Regions from separate parts of the Rattus norvegicus genome. Here region 2 is linked to region 1. The links are chromatin contacts, called in public Hi-C maps. All regions are on one chromosome and are shown on one strand. Each heading gives the region's core, a stretch centred on a gene start, on an enhancer-like site or on the middle of the called end of the contact. The rest is flanking DNA. Distances are from core to core; before and after follow the strand shown. Region 1 holds the start of Cdh13 (cadherin 13). Region 2 overlaps Cdh13 (cadherin 13).

Evidence for each region. Hi-C and Micro-C count contacts between places; a contact is called where the count stands out from the background.
Region 2: a Hi-C map of psoas muscle shows a contact between it and region 1, with 2.2 times the contacts expected there. The contact joins the enhancer-like site here to the promoter of Cdh13 in region 1. A contact is called at or near these places in 4 of 12 Hi-C or Micro-C datasets (the A7r5 cell line, hepatocytes, mammary epithelial cells and 1 more) and 1 of 1 datasets of contacts at active chromatin or transcription factors (oligodendrocytes).

The regions. Positions count from the first base shown.
Region 1 is chr19:63,254,146-63,261,891 of GRCr8, reverse strand. Cdh13 (cadherin 13) reads right to left here and starts at 3,641. Exons shown (of 14, transcript NM_138889.2): 1 at 3,527-3,641. The coding sequence starts at 3,571.
Region 2 is chr19:63,338,161-63,345,906 of GRCr8, reverse strand. All of the region lies in intron 1 of Cdh13 (cadherin 13), which reads right to left. Among named protein-coding and RNA genes, the nearest start is that of Cdh13, 84 kb to the right of the region's middle. Within about 2 kb of position 4,021, at least 3 of the 93 cell types and tissues checked have an H3K27ac peak or open chromatin away from gene starts, as enhancers often do.

The sequences.
Region 1 (7,746 bases), core at 2,392-4,891:
TAAGAGAGTTAACTTCATCAGGTGACCAAGTGATTGATGGCCATAGCAAAGTCCTAGCATATATATGTGTGTGTGTGTGTGTGTGTGTGTGTGTGTGTGTGAGAGAGAGAGAGAGAGAGAGAGAGAGAGAGAGAGAGAGATTTATTTTACTTTAACACACAGAGGATACTTCTAGAAGAGAGGAGGTAGACAAGATCTGCTAAGAAGACGTTTAAGGCATCCAGTAACATGGTAGAATTACAGAAATCCGGGTCACTCATTCAGCCTTGGCGGTGTATTAGAACTATTTTGGGATTTGCTAAAACTATTTATAATAATGTTTAGATATGTGAACTTTTGCCACTTTCAATCCTTGGTCCCCTAGAACTTCTGAAATAGCGCAGGCTGCCCATAAGCGCTCCGGAGCCACAGGCTGGAGGTGTCCTCTCAGACTCTTGAGTCCCTGCCCTCGTCGGAAAGGCTTTGCACATGAACCAGGCTCTTAAAATAGAACGGACAGAGTGGCAGCCACAGGAGAAGATGCGGGAGACTCACTAAGTCCTGAAAGGCTAGACTCTCAATCTCTGGGGAGAACTTTTCCACTTTAAACCAACGGACACATTCCCATGGAATACATCTGGGAAGTCATGGAGGGACAGTCTCAAGACCTGAGCCCCTCCCTAGAAATTAATTCTTGGGGGATTGCTCATGCATTGTGAGAAGCTGGGCTGGGTGGAAGCGCTGCCTCATGGGAGTGGGCAATCCCTACCACAGTGGAATTTCTAACTCACACTTCGGCACATTTGTGTCAGTGGCCAAATTCCAGCTGTTACTTCCGGGACAGGTTTTCCCAGAACCCCCAGGGGGAGAAAAGAGGTCTTCCAGTCCTTATTGTTTAGAAGCCCTGCCCCCCCACACCCCACCCCGAACCCATGCAAATGTGGAAGGTGGCGAGTCTGCCAATGAGCAGCCAGAGGCTGATAGCTTCCAAGCTGGGCCCAGCGCCGGCTGTATGTATGACTGCTTGGAAAAACACACACAGGCTTGCCCTAGCTCCGCAGGGCAGTGAGTAATTTGCTTTTTCACATTGTTTTTGTCTTTCCTCTGTTTTCTTTCTGCCTCAGGAAAAGTTTGGGCTGGGTTTGTTGACTCAAAGGCTCTGACACCCCCCCCCCCACACACACACACGTTCATTTTTCTTAATGGCACAAAGACACCCCCACCCCCTTGCATTTAAGCCTCTTGTTGATGAAGTCAACTGCACCTTGCACGGGGTGGATACTATTTGCCCTCCAGGTGCTTCTGCGAGGAGAACATCAGTTACTGTCCTCATGCAGAGGAGCGCTCTGATTATGCAGGACAATCAAAGTGAGAGATAAGCCCCTCAGGGCTGGCCACTTATTTCCAGCTCAGAAGCAACTGAGTGTGCTTTCAAAGCCACCTGTGCCAGCCGGCCCTGCAAGAGAAGACACACGGGTTGCTTTGCAGAGGTGCCCCGTAGGAAGCCCCTAGCCCCCGGGGAGGCTCTCCGGAGCTCCCCCCACAGTCTGCTTTGCTCACAGAAAAGCACCAGTTTGGATGTGCTCTGGAACCTAATACATACTAAGACAGGAGGGCTATAAAAAAAGTCCGGAGTAAGGCAAGAGTCCATGCCCCAGACGCCAACCGCTCCCAGAGAGGCGGGACTTGTGAAATACACTGCCTAGGGCTGCCTGTTGCATGCGGCCTTGTCTACCCAGCAGTTCCGGGGCTGATGATAATAGATTCTTCTACCGTAGAGAACCTGGGAGCTTAGATAGGGTAAACAACTTGCCCAAGGTGGTTCTACTAGCAGTAGAGGGCAGGGAGGACCTGTCTAGATCTTTCTATCCGGGTGTGCTCTGCCCCACCTAGATAAATTGGGAGACACACAACCTTCTGCCTTAAGGATAGTTAGAGCCCCAGAGATGTGGGAAACTGCTTCAAAAGCAACCATAGCATCCATAGCAGGGCCCCTACAGAACCAGCTAGAAAACCTCTGGTGAAAAAAAAAAAGCAACAACTGTGTATACCCCAGGACTGCGAGTCCACTGAAGGAGACGTCAGCAGTCAGGACAGGAGAGCCTACCCAGCAATAAGCATCGTACTCTTACTCGGGGTCCTGGCAGGGACACACACACACACACACACACACACACACACACACACACAGACATATGCACTCTTGGGTCGTTTCTACAGCTATTGCATTTCTGGGGTGCCAACCCTCCTCCAACAGCCATCTCCCTTCAGAAGGCTTCCTGCAGAACCCTCACTTCCTCTCCTCTTTCCCACTTCACGTTCAACCCCGTGCCTCTTTCACTGGCACTCAAGAATCCTGCCCAGAAACTCAACACCCATGCCTTAGGCATCCCCCCTCCTCCTTCGTTTTCTCTGCGTGGCCCTACACTTCTACAACCACCCACTTGTAGACTGCCAGCTCTTGGTCCCAGAGGCTGCCTAAAAGGACAACGAAGGACTGAGCCAGTATGCCAGGATGCTCTCTGGAGCTTCAGTCTCCAGAGGAGGGCTGGGCGTGCCCCCTCAGCCTCCAGTGTCTCTGGCCTGTCCCCTAAGTATTGCTTTCCTACACCCAAACTTCCAGGGATTTTTGAGCTTCAGCCGGGCTGAGGAGAGCCCCAGCATGCCTCTCCTGCTCTGCCAATCCTGCCCTGGCACTGCAACGATCTGGAGGGTTATTTGCCAGGCAGCTGCAGCCTGGTGAAGAAGCTTGAACTTTTCCTTGTGCTCAGCGCCACCCGCCCGCCCAGAGAAGACAACAGAGGCTGCAGCCTGGGCTCGGGCAGGAGCTCCAGCTGTCTGGACAATGGGGGCCCAAGGGGCTGGGGGTAGTGGGCCTGCGCTATGGAGAGGGGACCGTGCTCAGGCTCCTTTGAGCCGGGAGCTGGAGAGCCTGAAGACCTCAAAGCGGGAGCGGCGGGCGTCTTGCTTTGAAAGACAGCAGCAGCCGGGCTGCGGAGATCCGCTGGCGGGAGGTGCCTTGCAGCTCGCCAGCCGAGCTGGGCGAAGAGAGGACGAGCGCCCCGGGAAGTCAGTGATGCCAGCTCTGGCCTCTCCCAGCCCGGCAGCCGGCCGAACCGAATGGCTCTTCCCGGCTAAGGCACTGGGTTACGGGGCAAGCACAATCCCTAGTCGCCTCGAAAGGAGTATATATCCGATACATGAGCCTCTGGAGGAGGCGAACCAAAGTTACCCCACTTGATGTCAGCTAGGATGTCGCCTTTGCTTGCAAAAAGGCTCTGTCCTTCTCAGAATGAGCACACACACACACACACACACACACACACACACACACACACACACGCACACGAGACTAGCCGGCAAGAGGAGCCAGGCCCCTCTAGGATCGGAGCTGGGGGTGACCTCGCATCTGAGCTAGCCGGGTCTATCTGCGCGGCGGTTAGCAGAAGCCCCGCGACCCTCCGATCGCTCCTGGCCATCACCAAGCAGGGCGATCTGAATGCAGAAAGCTGGTGGGAGCGCGCTGACTGCGGCTCACATTCCCTACCTGGGACAGCAGGACGCACAGGGTGAGCGGAGTTCTCGGCTGCATCTTGCCCGACTAGAAGAAGCGCCTGGCGGCGTTTGCATTCACACACGCGGCTGCACTGAGCATATTTTCCGTGGGAGCCAGCCTTTGAGGAGAGGCTCTGCCTCGCCAGCCAGCCAACTTCCCAAATAGATCAGCGGCAGCATCGCGAAAGCATTGGGTAGCGGCTGATGACCAGGACCAATGGCTTTACAAGACGGATTCCTTCATAACGCTCCCTCGTTTTGCATGGCAGATAGGGGCGAGCACCTCGCAGGGAGAGAGCCCCCTCCGAGCAAGGAGGCGGCACGTTGGCTTGCCTTTTTTTTTTTTTTACTCCTGGGGTCCAGCCTCACAAATCAGGCTGGGCGATGCCAGCTGATTCCACTTTCCCTAAGAACTGGAATTGCACCCGGGACCAACAGCCACTTCTAACACACTGCAAAAAAAAATTCTCTTTATTAAAATGTTAATAAGATCCACTTTATTCCCAATAAATCACATAAGATGACCCCAGCAGCCCCAGCCCTCTATGTCCTCAAAGCCTTGCTGGTAGATTTCTTTGGCTTTGATTTTTTTCTTCGCCCTCTCCCCCACCCCTTACCCCCCAAAGTGCTCAGCCACGGTGGGGTGGTGTTTGGTGTTTTTCTGCCATCACCACAAATCACAGAGAGGACAGATCAATTCTAGCTTGCACGAAAAATCCATCAAGGAGCAATAGATTTTATTAACTGCTCAGGTGAGGGTGGGACTGGCCGCCACTCCACAAGCGTGAACCTGGCACCGAAACCAGGAGCATGACTTGAGCAAATTCTGTTGTTGTTTTTCCCCCCAATGTGGATGTGACCTTTCAGAGTCCCTGAGCTATTCCCAAGGGCTCCAAACAGTACTAGTCATGGCTCAAGGAATCTTACAGTTGGGGAATGTTGGAGATTGGAGAAACGGGGACATTTAAGGCATTTCTTCCCTCACAGAGATCTGAAGCTAAGGCAGTAAAGTCCTTATTTTCATGTAGGCTTCTTCCTAAGAGGACTTATGGGTTTTAGAATAAAAGGCAAATCCAACCAAGATAGAAAACTTGGGCCACAAGAAAAGTTTAGAAAACCAAAACGTTAACTCCCAACTACAACTGTTTTGCTATGATTTGGACACATGAGCTTCCTAGTGGCCAAAGCAAAATGAAAAAAAAAATGAGTGACACCATTTTTGTTGTAGAAAATGTGTCTAAGTTATATTCAATACCGGTTTAAATATATCACACGGCAGGATATTGCCAGCACAGGGCCTAGAATAATGAGGCAGTGATTGACATGTATTAAAGACTAGATAGCTAAGACAATCAAGAACTAGAAGAAGGTGAGGAGGATCCCAGAGTCTGGAACCGAACTAGCTTGCTGATACCCCAGCTCTTTACTCACAGCATGTTGCCCAGACTCTGTGTCTCCATTTGTCTTCTAAGATCACATTGAGGATTCAGTGACAGAATGAGCATCCTACACACCAAACTGATACGCTTCCTAAAGTTCCTTCCCTTGCTCATGAGGTCATTGAATGGGATTCCCCACCCCCAGGGGCCTTGGTGACAATGCTTTCATGTCTGGGGCCTGGTTGTTTTAGCCAACTGCACACTCTACAAACAGCAATGCCATCCAGAGAGTCCACAGAAGATACAGAGGAAACTGCTGCCTCATCTGTTCTCATCTGGTCACCTAAATAGCGTCATCTGCCCTGAGAGTTTCATAAATAAGACCTTTAGTGGATGATATGCCATAAGAGGATGGCATGAGAACCATGTGTATGGAAATTCATGCCCCCATTGCTGCTTGGAGATAATGGACAAGCATGGAGTCTACAGAGATCCAAGTAAAAATATCTGAAATCTCTTTATTCCTGGAAAATGGTCATCTGGTCAACCAGGGGAAAAGGGGGAAGCTACCCTGAGACCAGAAGTTAGCAAATAAAGACAGGGATGGGAAATCAAGGTGAAGGTGCACTGGTAATAGGAAGGTCTTCCCTTATCTCCATAACAGCAGCCCTGCCCAGGGAGGCCCCTCATTGAGTAGAGAGGGTCTTAGGCTGCACTCAGGGACAATTGGTGTCCTGCCTTTGTACTTTGGTCAGCCTTCCTGCACTCTCCCCAATACATCATCCTTAGTATCTCTCATGAAATATATCTAGTCTTCCGCCTTCTAAGTAAATGTCAGGGCTTGACTTCTTTCCGATTGGGGTGTAGCATGTGACCAGATCTAGCCAAGGAGCTGTGATTGAGAGTGGCATGTGTCACTGCAAGGCTGGGGTGTTTCATGGCCACTGTCAGACAGGTTGGTTGGTTTCCCTGGTAATAGGGATTGGGGCATTTGTGCAAAGGGCCTTTACTGGGGAGTGTTCCCAGGGAAATGACTGCAGGAAGACAGCATAGAAACAGATGTGAAGAAGGCACAGTCACAGTAGAGGCCCTGTCCATCCCAGAGCCCACAGCTTAAAACAGCCCTTTAGGCTTGACCCTTGTGGTGTTAGAGGTTCATGGGGGTGGGGGAGGGAGGGGTTGTTTGTTTTGTTTTTTAGATTTATTTTATGTATATGAATATACTATCTTCAGACACACCACAAGGGGGCATCGGATTACATTACAGATGGTCCTGAGTCACCATGTGGTGACTGAGTTGAACTCAGAACCTCTGGAGAGTTAGTGCTCTTAGCCACTAAGCCATTTCTCCAGCCCCAAGGGCCCCAAGGTCAATGTTTTGTGGAGGTTTTTTTGTTTGTTTGTTTGTTTTGTTTTTTTTTTGTCCTAATTAAACCAGTAGTTAGGTGCACACACACCACACCCCCCACCAACTCACAAGTGAGATGATTTGGCTTGGCCAAGGACAGTTTTCCAACCTGACCTCAAATCCATCTCTCTCTCTCTCTCTCTCTCTCTCTCTCTCTCTCTCTCTCTCTCTCACACACACACACACACACACACACACACACACACAGAGCTGAGGTGATGGTCTAGGGCACAGATGGCCCTGCAGGTTTGATGGTTTCAGCAAAGACAGATGCAGCCTGTGAACTGAAATCTTGACCACCCCATGCCAGCATCCCTGGGCTTCTGTCCTGGAAGAGCAGAAAAGCTTTGACTCTAAGAATGCCTGCACCTTACTCTTTCCTTGCCTCATCTTCTATAAGCTCGCTCACCAATGCTGGGAAGAGTCCCAAGTCTCGAGGTGTCCCTAATAACACTCAGAAGACTCTGGTTCTCTAAGGTTAAAATGGTTGGAAAAGTCTTGTCAGCAGGATAAGGGCTGGATTGGGCCTGCAGGATCCACCTACACTGAACTGGTCCTTTTGACATTCTAAGTCTCAGTTTCCATTCAACAGAATGGGACTCCTAACATGGTTACATCCCAAGGATGGCCACAACGCCCAAATATTATTTGGTCCCTTTCCCTCCATTCCTCTCTATACTCAGAAAATGTGATTTGGTCATAAAACATGGCGTGGAGTTTTGATCAATCAAGACCGAAAATAAATCATTTCCTTCTGATGATAAAAGGCTTCTAAAGAGAAAAATCCATAATTTTTTTTGTTTGCATGGCTTAGCTTGTTTACCTTTTGGGTCCCCAATGGGGGGGCTTTTGACTGATGGATTAATCAATGGTGGCCAATACTGCCCAGTTCTGAGAGCTACAGCTCTCTACCTATCCCCACTCTGCCTCCTCTAGGTCAGCCCTTAGCAGCCACTGTAGTGGATGGGAAAGTGTCTTTAGACCCATTGAAGGTTCACGCCCTTTCAAGGCATTTCAAGTTAGTTGGAGAACCGACCGACCATCCCATAGTCAGCAGCTGCCTCCTGTGGGTACCAGAGGTTGAGACTCTTTCCTCTGCTTGGATGATGTGACTGAATACATTCCAGAGGGGGTAGAAATAGTTATGGATGTGCACATGTTTGTGTGTATGTGCATAAGCACATGGGATGTGTGTATGCATTTCCACATGTGTATGTATGTACACACACTCTGGCTCCTATGGACTGATAGCGATAGGTGTACAGTATAGCTGAGATAAATTTTTCAAGTTCTGCCTGGGCTGTTTTTTATAACAGAACAATGACAAAATAAATAGGCACCTCCATGAGGAGAGACAGCGCTCAGAGTAACTGGAGGCTTCGGGATATAATGGCCATACTAGGGCAGAATGGAAGGAAGTCTATG
Region 2 (7,746 bases), core at 2,772-5,271, 84 kb before region 1:
TTACCAGAAAGTTTTCTGACTCCTTTTGCCTTTTCCAAGACCTAGTTAACTAGTCTCTTGGACCGTCGGGCGCTTTGGGAACTGAAGGGAAAGTAATAGGGCCCTAGCTCAAAATTTGTGCAACACTTACTGTATACATGCCTATGCGTGCATGTCACTTTTATGTTCTAACATCTTTGCTGTAAGTGACATCTCCCAGCACTCTGGAAGTGCCATGGAACTGATGAAAGCCTGCACCAGTTCTGTGCCGGTGAGCCCCTCAAATGGTAAGGGTGTTTGGTGTGTCCAACGTAGCTCCTCTCTGGAACATCAAAGGTGTCACACTTTCACCGCAGAGTTTCCATAGTTTTCCCCATCTCAGCCAGGAAAACCCCACCACTCCTGCTCAGGGCTTATTAAGTCTGTTCACGGAGAGACAACTAGAGATCCACAATAATTATCTTGGTAATGAGTTAAAAACCACTCTTGCCTAAAATAACCCAGTTAATGGGTGAGTCCTGCCACCGTACTCACGGAAGACAAGGCTTTCTCAGGGACGCTCTCTGCAATAGAGAGGGTGTCAAATTCGTTTCTAAATCAGAACGCAATGCAGTGATGCAGTGGGGATGGGCGGTGAGTGGCTAATAGCATTTGCCCAAGTGAGAACATAGGTAAAAGACACTTTGATTTTTTTTAAAGCACCAGGCAGGGGCTGGAGAGAGGGCTCTGTGGTTAAGAGTGCCTGCTGCTCTTGCAGAGGACCTGGGTTCAATTCCCAGCATCTACATGGTGGTTCCTAAATGTCTGTAACTCCAGTTCCAGGAGATCTGATGCCTTCTTCTGGCCTTCAAGGGTAACTTCGCTCATATGCATAGACCCACACACAACACACATGTATGTACATAATTAATGTATCTTCAGGAAGTGGCGAGCAAAGCCAAAAAGGGTGTCTTACAACCTAAGGGGAACACACGTTATTCCTTGAGCAGATTCCATGTTTTGGGGACTAGACTTTGGATGGCTCATCCCAAAGGTCCTTAGAATTTCTCAGTTTTCATTTCACTATGAGCTTTGAAAATCTGGGTCCTGAGAAGACCCAATCACTTGTCCAGAGGCACACACACAGCTGGTAAGTATCCAGATGTGTGTACAAACAGAGGCATCTGCAGCTTTAAGGCCCAATATCTCCCTTCTCCACACACAGTCCAAGACAGGCATGTCCTATGTGCAGGATCACAGCAGGGGCCTTAGGGACAATGTGGATATGGGCTGGAGCAGGATAGGACTCACAGGTGCCTTTAGCTCAGCCTAGGATCTAAGTCACTTTGCTGACCTTTGCTTTACATTTAACAGGACCTTTCGAGTGACAATGAGTTCTTATAGTGCACATAGAAGGCTCACGCCAAATACCTGAGCTGGCGGCTCACTACTCACCGTGGGTAACTCCCACGCAAATATCCATCCTCTGTGGGTTACACTAGTCCTTGGATCTGCCCTACGGCTTTCAGTAGCTTCTCACATGTTGGATTACTCTGACCCAGGGCTATTTCTGAGGGCCAACTTTAGATCTTACCATTGTCACTAGGAAATATAAAAGACACCCACCCTGACCGAGTTTCCACTTAAGGCACCAGAGACAAGTTACTGGCTTTTAAAATAGAAGAAAAGTGAGAAAACGTGGATGGAAGTCCAGGTAACAATAGAATAAGCCCTCAGAGCTTTACAGAACAAGAGCTATTGAGTCAGGACACATGTCACAGGTTGGCTTCTGTTAAAGAGGCTCTCGTGTATGCTTCTGTGGGGCCTGATGGGTGTGTGCGACTGGAGGGTGGGGACTGAGTTGTCCATCAGGAAAAGCTGGATAGAGCTTACATGCAGTAGTAGGGTAGACACAGAAACATCTACACTCCCAGCATCTCCACACTCCAGTGCCCCAGCTTGCCTTTCAGCAACCACTCCACTCTCCATATTTGTTTCATGAAATTAAGGCTGACTCCATCGTGAGCTGCAGAGATGAGTATGGGACCCTAGCTCAGCCAATCCCAGTAGGTTGCCAGGTACAGCATCTGGGTGGCATAAGCTGGTCCTATCACTGCCTGGAGAGGACGTCCCTTTTTGCCAGGGTAGGGAAAAAATGTGGCTATGACCCAATACGGTCAACAGCTGGCTCCATATGGCTACCACAGTACCACAGTAGAAAGCAACCATGCCAGCTGAGAGAGCATCCCTGAGAGAGCGTCCCTGTGACGATACCCACGTTTTCGTATTCAGTTGTCCCTAGAGCAGGACTCTCGGAACCTTTACAGGTAGGTGAGCTGTATGGTTCTCATTTTGACTTGAACGGTCATCCCTCAGGCTGAGAAGACTGAAAATACATTTTTAAAATGGCCGTTAAACTCAGTTGAAATAACACTCAGAAAATGGGGATCCTGTGAACACCTCATTCTGTTTTTATCTAAACCAAGAGGTCTGTCTTGACCCAGGTTTATGCCTCTTGATGGCCTAACTCCAGGTGTGCGCAGCTGAGGAGGAGGAGCAGCAGAAGAATGAGGAGAAGGAAGAAGAGGAGGAGGAAGAGGGTGAATGACAAACCAAGACAGGTGGCACCACATGCAAACATGTCCTTCCATCTCTACAGCTTAGGCCAACCTCAATGGACTGCCATCCTGAAGGCTTAACCATGTCACCTCTATGCCACAGCATGGTCATAAGGCTGACCCTATAAATAAACTCCTAAATATCACCCTCTTTTGTTTCCTGATGGCTTTCGTTATTCATGGTACTCTGAATAAGCATTTAAATATTTAAGAAAACCCAAACTCTACTCATGGTCTACAAGAACCAGGGAGACCTGTTTGGCTGCTAAAATGCCCTTTAGCGGCTTGCCCTCCACTCACAGCATCTATCTTCCCATTCTCCAAACTTATCCATCTCTTTGCTGCTGAGCCAACATGGGATACACTTCTCCCTGTCCCGATAAGCAAGTTCGGAAATTTTAGCCCAGCGCTCTACCTCATGAAGCAATCTATCCAGTTCCATTGCCTTCCACACACGTCTATACATTTTCCATGCCTTCTATTGCTGCTCGAGAGTCTCCTGACCTCCCTATCCTCCATAGTTCTAAATGCAACTCTCCCATCTGCCCACTGGTCCCGAGGCAGAATGGACTCTCTCCTCTTGCAATCCGCTGACATAGTGAGTGTGTGTGCTGTTAGATCATGACCCACTGTGATGCGGGCATTTTAAAGATACTTGAAGCCTCCATGAAACCATGGGTTTATCAAAGGCTGGGAAAGTATGTGACTGGGGGAGGGGTGCTGGAGAGGGAGATTGACTGTGACAATGGCTCTGATTTATTAGAAAAGCGGGGTTTTGCTTGGCTGACCAAGCAGGGGCTCACACTACCTGACACCGTTGGAAATGTTGGATAAGAAGCTGATTCCAAGCCCAGCTGCTTGCACCAGTATGTCCCACCGATACACATCCTAGAGAGAGGTACTCCAGCCAGGCGTTTGATTTGACAAAGGGTGTTTCATCAGTGATCCAGTCTTTGCCACTCACAGACTCAGAACAGTTCCCAATAACCACATGACCTGACAATGTACACTTTAAACAGACCAGGCCCCACCCCCTGCTTCCAGTTTCTCATCACATGAACTCCTTGGGAAACTGAGGATGCTGTAGCTACCCCCACTTCACAGAGGAGGAAACAGGCCCAGAGACTCACCCAGGACAGTCAGTAGTGAGACAGATGCTGAACTGGAATTTTAATTTTCAACTCACACCATCATTAAGGTCTTGTCACCCTTCTGCTCCAGAAAGCCTCGGGCCAAAATGACAACAATGTAGGAGGGTCCTGTTTGTGCAGACTCCAGGGCACTGGCTCCAGGACTGGACTCTCTTGTCACTACAGCACTGCAAACAGCCCCAGCAACAAGACAGCAACTCGAAAACAAATTGCAAACAGCTGTCACACATAACCTCTAACTCAATATTCACAGCCGGTGTTGACCTCATCACCAAGGGTATTCAAAACATTTGGCAATCCTCACAGCTGGAAGTAATTCACACAAATACTGACCAAACACAGGTGATGGGGCCATACTAGGGCACACCTGCCAGCTCCAGAGTCTTAGTGAGCCTTCCCCATTTGGTCGCCCCACCTCAGAGTGTTGTCCTCCTTTTCTCTCCTCAGAGGAACTATATATACCCTCTTCATCCCCAGGTAATCACACAGAGGGACCCTGAAGAGACATGTATAGCATAGCTGCTTTTGGTCACATAACATACTGCAAGCACATGTGCACGTGCATGCACACACGCATGTTCACACACACACACACACACACACACACACACACACACACTAACTGACAGAGGCTGTCTACAAGAAGTACCTGCAACCATTCCAGAAATAGCCTTCAGTTAATAACAGATGGGAGAGCGGATAGTAAATATCCCAGCATGCTCCATTCCAGTAGAAGTTGATGTGAGACATTTTGGCGCCATCTTCCAGAGCCCACCAAAGGGATTTCTCTTCAGCTACTACAGGGACAACCGGTTAAGCTGGTAACATCTGGTTTTCAGAACACAGCTGACCTCATGAAGATGGTGGCTGTTTTGCTTGAAGGACAGCACTACCCAACATTCATTGAAACTGATTTGGGCTTCCGGAATTGGAAGAGAATACAATATTGATTTCGCTCCCGGGTTTGTGGTTATTTGCTACGGTTGTGCTCATATACCCTTGAAGGTGGCTTCTGTTTTGGCATGGTGTCTCCTTCCCTTCCTCAGCCCCTTACCTAAAGCTGAACCACCCAAGTCAGCTTCCAGATCAGCCAAATGTTAAAGCCTGTCCCCTAAAAGCACCTGCCAGTGCCCTTAGCATCAGAATCAAATGTGGCACTCGTGAGGGATCAAATGGCACCAAAGTCTGCTGTGTGTTGCTAGCTCAATATGGCTGGTGTTCTTATAAAGAGAGAGAAGTAGGCATACAAGAAGTCTGATGATCAACTCAAACACTAGGTGGCATAACCATAGGCCAGGGAATGCTGAAGACTCCTGGCCATCTGCAAAAGTTGAGAGGAAGGCATGGAGCACATTTTCACCCACAGCTACAAGAAAATACCAAAGCCTTGGTTTCAAGTGTTTAGCTTCCAGGACTCTGGGACTATAGTTCTAATGTTTAAAGCCACCCAGTTGGGGAATACATAGTTCCAGTGGCCCTAGAGTCATCATGAAAAGCCCCAAGCTCCTCTCTAGTTCTGGATCAAGAGTTAAACAGAGGCCTGGCTTCAGGAAGCCATGGAAAGTAAGAACACTAGCGTGTGGAACAGCTAGCTGTCACTGTAAATCAAACCTGAGTCAATTAACATAGGACAGAGAAGCTGTTAGGGAGCCAAGAGATGAGAGTGAGAGCTGAATATTAGCAAAGGGTCCAGGTATAAAAATGTCCTCACAAAAGCTGTCATTCATACAACGAAGATAGGCCAATTAAATTTTAGGGACAAAACTTCTACTCTGGCTAAAATGGTAAGAGTTTCTATCTCTGATCAGATGGTCCTGTTGTTTTGGATGTAAAAGAAATATAATATAAAGTAAAGCCATGTAGTGGAGAAAGCCATTCACTCCATAGCCTGGTTGTGACAGAAAAAGAGGGACTCATGCCCATTAACAATTTGCTTTCGATGACCTAAAGACCTCCCTCTAAGTTCTACCTCTTAAAGGTGCAACTGTCTCCAAGCATATCACTCTGGGAAGCAAGCCTTTAATCCCCTGGTCTTTGGGGGACATTTAAGATCCATGGCAGCTTCTAGATCTATTCATTCCTGTGATAAGAGAGATGACCTGTTCCCAATCGTGATTGACTCTCATTCAGTGAATGTTTGACCAGCCAGAATGATAAAAAGCTTCAACCAGGACATGTTTCTGTTTTTTCTGAACATGCGTGGCCTTCCTAAGAATTTCCCTCACGTGGCTGAAGGCACCACTTTCTGTACCCGGTAGGCTAAGTTATGAGCTTAGAAAGCACAAGAGAGCAGCCTGGCAGTGATCAGGATCAACCCTGCACTGTCGACGACAAAGCCAGGCAATTTTTCCGGTGGGAAGCGCAAGGTTCCTTTCTCCACTCTGGCTTCAGCTCACTCATTATTAATGTGTAATGAGGAGTGGGTCCCACTTTATTGATCTCCAAACCAGAGCTACATGAGAGGCTGCCTAACGAAACCCCCCAAGGATTGTTACTTGATTTTTTGCACTGAGCGATAATGTCCCTCACCAAATTAGCTGCTGAGTTGGTGGGTGGGAGTTTCTCCATGAAACTGTTGACAGGGTAGCGAAATAGGAATGTCTATATAGCCAATCCTTCCTTAAATACATTTTCCACTGTTTACACCCCGTCAAGGGAGTCCCTGGGAAATAGCAAGTCATACCGTGGAAGAGAAGTGCGGGTGGGGGAAATCAAACCAGTACAGGACAGATTAGACCCAGGAGAATAAAAGCAAGAGCGAAACAAAGCACACCAAGTGGTGGGTTGTGTCAATCCAGTGACAGTTCAGCTCATGGTCTCGGCTCAACACCTTTCTCTTTCTATACACTCTCAAAATACTCCTGCCTAGCAAACACTCAATGGGAGAGAGAACTAAAGCAACACCCTCCTTCCCTTGGCTGTGCCCTACCTGTCCCAGCTGCCCTTTATGGGCTCTTCTGTGGTGGCTAAGCAGTGTGGTGGCTTCCGCTGAGAGCTGAGAATGAGAGAGTCAGTTGATTGCTGTGCAATCTGCCTGACTTGGTTCTTTGGGTCAGTCTGGTGTCTGATAAGAAAGTGGCCTTCCAGCGACAGTCAGATAAGACCTTGAACCAATCTGACTTTGGGAGACTAAGAGAGTTAACCAGATCCCTTTGCTCCCTTGGGACACATGGGAAGATTCAGTATCTGCCACTCACTCAGCAGGACATAGGTTGAACACAGCTTGGACTCCTGAACCTTGGGTTCTGAGTTTGGACACACACACACACACACACACACACACACACACACACACACACACACCCCAGTTAGATAGATTCTAATAACACATTAGACAAATAATAATATAAATTAAGGGCTTTATTGATGCTAGCAACATCTCACAGAGCTTTTAGTGAGCGCTCGTTCTGTGCAAGCCTTTAAGAACGTACAGCAAAGACTGCCAATAACTTCTCTCTGCAACAGGCTCCCTGGCACCCCTATATTTACTGTTTTCCCCAAAGTCTAGTAGATAAAAATCCTCTCATGGGCTCTTTGGTTTCACCTTCTGGGATCTGGTTTTCCAGGACCTTGGAAGACATACTTCAGACAGCAGGGTGGGTAGCCAACAGTACCCCAGCTTTAGCAAAAAGAGTGCCCAGAACCCTCCATGTCAAATTCACAGACAGGGAGAAGATGACCAGGATCCAAATGGGAGACAGTCCTGGGTTCTGATGGATTCTATTCTCATAATTGCCATTTGTAGCACGTCTGTTACATTTAGATAAGGTTTAAATAGGGCCAAAAAAAATCCAGGAGGGAACCACCAAAATGATTAAAAGGTTGTAAAATTGAGGCTTATAGATGGAGGAATTGGGGATTATTTATCCTGTAAAAGAAAGAGCTGAGAAGGGACAAATAAAGACTTCATACTAGATTAATTATGTAAATAAGCAGACACCCAGCTGGCCTGGAATCTCAACCATTTGGCAGGAAGAGGGGTACTGGGGGGGCTTTAGTTTGAACATCATTAGTCGTCT